2 separate regions of the Capra hircus genome follow, and region 2 is linked to region 1. A link is a contact called in public Hi-C data. All regions are on one chromosome and are shown on one strand. Each heading gives the region's core, a stretch centred on a gene start, on an enhancer-like site or on the middle of the called end of the contact. The rest is flanking DNA. Distances are from core to core; before and after follow the strand shown.

Region 1 (3,109 bases), core at 380-2,879:
CCTGATGTTGGGAAAGATTGAAGGCAGGAGGAAAAGAGGGCAACAGAGGATGAGATGGCTGGATGGCATCACTGACTCAATGGACATGAGTTTCGATAAACTCCAGGAGTTGGTGATGGACAGGGAGGTCTGGCGTGCTGTGGTTCATGGGGTCGCAAAGAGTCGGACACGACTGAACAACTGAATTGAACTGAGAATGGTAAAAATGCTTCTGAAGATACAAACACCAAATAGACATCAGATCTCTTATCAGAACCACTGATCTTCAAGCAGCAACAACTTTAAGACTTAAAGAAAAATACACTTGAACCCTGAAATGAATACCCATCTATTAAACAAATGTGAGAGGAATTTGAAATATGTAAGAACTCTGAAAGTTCACTAATTATGGAACCATACATGCAAAAATTACTCAAGGAGTTCCTTTAGCATTATAAAAAAAATTTAGCAATACAAGAAAAAGTGGAACATGTACTTTTTTAAAAAGAGAAGTTAACAGATATGAAGAAAACTTATCAGGCTATAATTCTAAAACAGTAGGAACTTGGGAAATGAGGTGTATTTCTGCCTCCACACAGGCTGATCTCACTGCTTAGTCCTTGGCGAGTATTTTTATATCATCATAACACTGATTACACGTCCCCCGAAGGTTTACATCTCTATAATTTAACTTACAAAAAAAGGAAAAAGAGTGTAGATGTGGGCAACCTTTACAATAATAAAATGCAGCCAACCAAAAAACAAGTGATGAAAGGGAAAAGGGGATGTGGGGGTAAATCCTCATGAAAGATATAACCTCAGTTCAGAGGCTCTCAAGCTTTTTAGTCTAAGGACCCTTTTTCACTCCTAACAAGTACAGAGGACCCTCCTCCCAAATATTTTTGCCTATGCGGATTCTATACTTGGAGAGATACATAAATAGATAAGCAGGTAGTTGTATTGGAAATAGATACCACATTAGAAATTAAAAGAAAACTTTTAAATAGTTAGTTCATTTCAAAATAATAAACGCCTTACAAGGTAATATAAAGAATATACTTTTACTGGAAAGCTGTCATTTCCAAAGAACATAAGATTAAGCGAGAAGAGCAGCACTCCTCCGTGTCCCTGTAAATCCTTCAGTGGGTGGTAACAGAGGACCCCACTCTCACGCCCGCATCTAGCTCAGCGTGCTGCCTACACGGTTCTGGCCAAAGGCCGTGAGGACAACCCCGACTCACATAGGCGCACACCTGGGCAAGCGCGGCCCCTGCAACCCCAGACAGAGGTCCTTGGGAGAGCCTTTAAGAATCACTCTCTTAGGCAGTGAGAGTCACTATTTTCACTATTTCATTAAAGACAATAAAGTTAGAAATAACATTATAGAAGTATGTAGAACCGTAATGGCATTGACTAACAAAATATCTTAAAAAACAAAGGAGTAAAAAGTTAACGTGGAGAGAGTTGCTTTTGGAAAGTGAGAAAACAAGCTCTTCATTTTAGAGCTTTCTTGATATTCTACTTGAATTTTTCTGCTTATATGCAATTAATACTTTAAAATGTTTGAAACTACTAAAAAAAAAAAAACACGTAAAGGGCAACCTTGGCCAGCAGGGGGCAGCATTCACACAAGACGGCACCGCACGCTTCTCGTCTCTTGCTGTTCTAACAAGACACTCACCACCATGAAGAAACTGCCCATCTGTCTATCTGTTTCACCAGACAGACTGCCAAATTCTTCAAAGCAGACACTGTCCTATTTGTTATTATTTCCTCAGTAACTAACAGTACAGAAAGTACTCAACAAATATTTGGCCAATTAGCTGGCTCCACAAAAGAAGGCCAAAGAATTCCAGTACTAACAACAGTTTCTTCAGTTAATTCGTAACACACATGCGTATAATGCTCCACATTTGTACCGTAATTTATAAATAGTTTACAAACAAACAAACTAAATAATGGAGTTGAGCTCTTCCATGATGAACAGAAAATACCAGATTATATTTGCTATGACTGTTTTTTGTTAAATTACCAGATTCAGTAGAATATGTACAGTAAATCTCAGATGTGACTAAAAGATATGAGTGGTACTACTTATATCTCATTTAGCTCATCAGGAAGAATGTACTAATTCAATTAATAGCAGCATTCTTTTTTACATTTCAGTTAAATTACTATTTCATCCACCTTTCAATAATACTTCCTCTAATATGCTTATAAAATTCTCTAGGTATATTCTTCCTTTAGATTATAACTAAGCCACAGATGAACTTCTTCCAACTCTAGTCTTTAATAGTACCCTTTCACATTATTTTTCAAAAGGATACAATCTAACCCTGATGCTTACCACAGCAACTACCATTCCAACATTTTATTTTCCAAGTAAAGTCTAGGAAATGAAACTATTTTAGATATTTTAATGTTTCATTTTCATACCACCAAATATAAATTTTATGACCAAAAAAGGTTTTTAAAACATTGTAACAAAGAGATTTTACCTTTAGTACTGAAGTCATGAACACAGACAGGCCCATTAGAATAAAAATCATTAGCCCTGTCACCCGCTGTTCACGAATGCCCAAAAACTTGGGTTGCTCCCCAGGAGCAGAGCATTCAGATTCCACTTTCAGGCTGTTGACATGACTTATTGACAACACTGTTGCAGCCACAAACCATGGAAGGCCCATGACAGAGCACACCCCCAGCATGACACCGACCACGAGCAGGTCCAGGTGGTAGCCGGCTCCTTTCTGAAAAGGGGAACACACGAGGATCCGTCAGCACATACTGTTCTTTCAGGTTCAAAGTCTGCACTACTCATAAAGAGAGAGGGAACTCGTGTTCACCACCTCCAACTCAAAGAAACAACTCTCGGGACGCGCTCTGAAAGTTACCTTCAACTTGTGCTCCTTTCTGTTGATGATCACCGCTGTAATCTGCTGATCCATGAAGATGAGAATGGTGCAGAGCAGAGCCGGAATGGCAGCTATTAATAAGGTCCACCAAGGGTTCTCTCCCAGTGGGCTTATGATCCAGCCCCTATTTTTATCAGTAGGCTGTTAAAACATCAAAAAATTCAAAGGAAGAAAGAAAGGTTTCCTTCTAACAGCACAGACTGTGTCTACCCTCA
Region 2 (3,109 bases), core at 400-2,899, 55 kb after region 1:
CTTGCCTGGAAAATCCCATGGACGGAGGAGCCTGGTGGGCTGCAGCCCATGGAGTTGCTGTGAGTCCGACACGACTGAGCAACTTCACTTTCACTTTTCACTTTCATGCACTGGAGAAGGAAATGGCAACCCACTCCAGTGTCCTTGCCTGGAGAATCCCAGGGACGGGGGAGCCTGGTAGGCTGCCGTCTATGGGGTCACACAGAGTCAGACACGACTGAAGCGACTTAGCAGCAGCAGCTTGTTAAAAAAAAAAATTTAAAGAATTAACTGATTTTATAATTGTGGCATTCGATTTCCAAGGTAAGTAATGGTGACCATTAGTAAAATTTGAAAATCATTCTGATATTTATGTTTCAAGGAATGTTCTCTTTGTAGATGCGGGTAGTGGTTGCGCAGGTTTTTGTAATATATTCTTTAAACTATGTTTAGAAAAATTAAACTATGTTCAGAAAAGTGTTGAACACTCTTATAAATGAATGCTCTACAGCAACAACAACAATAGTTTCAACAAATAAGTAAAACTTAAAGGACACTAACAGACACTCACTGTCTGTTTATATTGCTAAACAAAAGTTACTTTAAACAAACTTACTCTCTAGTTCTTCTTTTTCAAACTTGGTGTTCACAGTTGAGCTGGTTTTGCCAAGATCCACAACAGCTTCTTCATCGGGACCCTAAAAAGAAATTATTCTCATTAATTCATGAAATCAATATACACCGAGGGCCTACTGCTAGGTGTGTTATTTGAGACAGCCAGAAATATGTAACAGAGGACCTTCCTGTCAAAGAACCGAATTCATACTGTGGCTAACTACATTCTTTTAAAAGTATGTTTATAGGCTTTTTTTTTTTAATCCACAGAAGACCATTTAAAGTCTCATGGAAAGAACTGAAATGACAAAGATTTTCTGGGCGTCCATGGAAATTACTAAGTAACTGGCACACATATTCACTTCAGTGGAATGACTCTCAGAAATTAGAAGTTAATCAGAAATTACAGAGAATCGGGTTTGAGGGAAACCCTTAGATATCAATATAGAACACTTTTTTTTTTTTTTTTTTTTGCTTTTAGGTATTCTAGACAGAAAGAATCCCACTTAAATCACCTATACTAGTATTGGATACTGGATTATGGTTAAATGTACAATGGTCAAAAATAAGTCCATAGACTTAACATGTTTCACTTTCAATCGTAAATCACTAAGAACCAAAGTTGTAAGAACTTTTTATTTGCCTACAAAGGAAAAGCCAAACTCAAATTTTAGCCTCTAAGGACAGTCCACCTTTGAGCTGTGAACAGTTTTGTTCCACTTTTCTGCTCAACAAAAAGACTAACCATATTTACTGTAATACATTACACAGACTATTTTTAAAAGAAAATTTTAGCTTTAATGTCGCTTCTCGACTTCTAACTTAACTTTCAAAGGAACATGATAGAATACTCATAAACTACTTATCATGAACTCAGTGTGCACAAGATTCTGTGTCACTGGCTGAGACAGATGGCAGAAGCCCCTTCCCCCCACAGGTGAGCTCTACGGCCCCCCAGACCTCCCGGCACAGCTCCAGTGAGGCCCACAGTGCACCCCACTCCACAGCCCCCCCCCCCCCCCCCCAGTGCACCCCACTCCACAGCTCCCCAGGCCTCCCGGCAGAGATCCCGTGAGGCCCACAGTGCACCCCCACTCCACAGCCCCCCAGACCTCCCGGCACAGCTCCTGAGACCCACAGTGCACCCCCACTCCACAGCCCCCCAGACCTCACGGCACAGCTCCTGAGACCCACAGTGCACCCCCACTCCACAGCCCCCCTGACCTCCCGGCACAGCTCCAGTGAGGCCCACAGTGCACCCCCACTCCACAGCCCCCCAGACCTCACGGCACAGCTCCTGAGACCCACAGTGCACCCCCAATCCACGGCCCCCCAGACCTCCCGGCACAATTCCTGAGACCCACAGTGCACCCCCACTCCACAGTCCCCCTGACCTCCCGGCACAGCTCCTGAGACCCACAGTGCACCCCCACTCCACAGTCCCCCTGACCTCCCGGCACAGCTCCTGAGGCCCACAGTGCACCCCACTCCACAGCCCCCCTCCGCACAGCTCCTGACCCCACCCCACTCCACAGCCCCCCAGACCTCACCGGCACAGCTCCTGAGAGCCCACAGTGCACCCCCACTCCACGGCCCCCCAGACCTCCCGGCACAATTCCTGAGACCCACAGTGCACCCCCACTCCACAGCCCCCCAGACGTCCCGGCACAGCTCCTGAGGGCCACAGTGCACCCCCACTCCACAGTCCCCCTGACCTCCCGGCACAGCTCCTGAGGCCCACAGTGCACCCCCACTCCACAGCCCCCCAGACCTCACGGCACAGCTCCTGAGGCCCACAGTGCACCCCCACTCCACAGCCCCCCAGACCTCCCGGCACAATTCCTGAGACCCACAGTGCACCCCCACTCCACAGCCCCCCAGACCTCCCGGCACAGCTCCTGAGACCCACAGTGCACCGCCACTCCACGGCCCCCCGACCTCCCGGCACAGCTCCTGAGGCCCACAGTGCACCCCCAATCCACGGTCCCCCAGACCTCCCGGCAGAGATCCCGTGAGGCCCACGGTGTACCCCCACTCCTCAGCCCCCCAGACCTCCCAGCACAGCTCCTGAGGGCCACAGTGCACCCCCACTCCTCGGCCCCCCAGACCTCCCAGCACAGCTCCTGAGGGCCACCGTGCACCCCCTCTTGTGGGCAAGGCCGACAAGGGGGACACCACCTGCCACTTCTGGCGCCTCAGGGAAATCTGCTCAGCCTCAGGTAACGAAGATGGAGAGCGGAGTACACGGAGCAGGGACGGGACACAAGGACCCTCCTGTCCTCAGCAAACCTGGGTCTGGGATACACGACAGAGGATGACACTGAGGTTTTGAAGAGGCAGACAGAGATTCTGAGGAAGAGCTGACTGATGTCATAAAGGCCTGTCTGAACTTCGAGCGTGACCTGGATCCCTTCAGCGAGCGTGCACGTGTGTAGTACACGGGAATCCAGAACACGGAACCTCATTCAGCACAGACCCACCCTGGAGAGACTCCGTCCCACAGCGCCTCTGTCAG

The links. Hi-C and Micro-C count contacts between places; a contact is called where the count stands out from the background.
Region 2: a Hi-C map of blood shows a contact between it and region 1, with 2.5 times the contacts expected there. The contact joins two enhancer-like sites. A contact is called at or near these places in 2 of 5 Hi-C or Micro-C datasets (both in blood).

The regions. Positions count from the first base shown.
Region 1 is chr22:1,682,937-1,686,045 of ARS1.2, forward strand. It overlaps SLC4A7 (sodium bicarbonate cotransporter 3), which reads right to left. Exons shown (of 26, transcript XM_018067222.1): 19 at 2,874-3,035; 20 at 2,478-2,729. Among named protein-coding and RNA genes, the nearest start is that of NEK10, 35 kb to the left of the region's middle. Within about 2 kb of position 1,630, at least 2 of the 5 cell types and tissues checked have an H3K27ac peak or open chromatin away from gene starts, as enhancers often do.
Region 2 is chr22:1,738,017-1,741,125 of ARS1.2, forward strand. SLC4A7 (sodium bicarbonate cotransporter 3) reads right to left here. Exons shown (of 26, transcript XM_018067222.1): 2 at 596-677. Among named protein-coding and RNA genes, the nearest start is that of SLC4A7, 42 kb to the right of the region's middle. Within about 2 kb of position 1,650, at least 1 of the 5 cell types and tissues checked has an H3K27ac peak or open chromatin away from gene starts, as enhancers often do.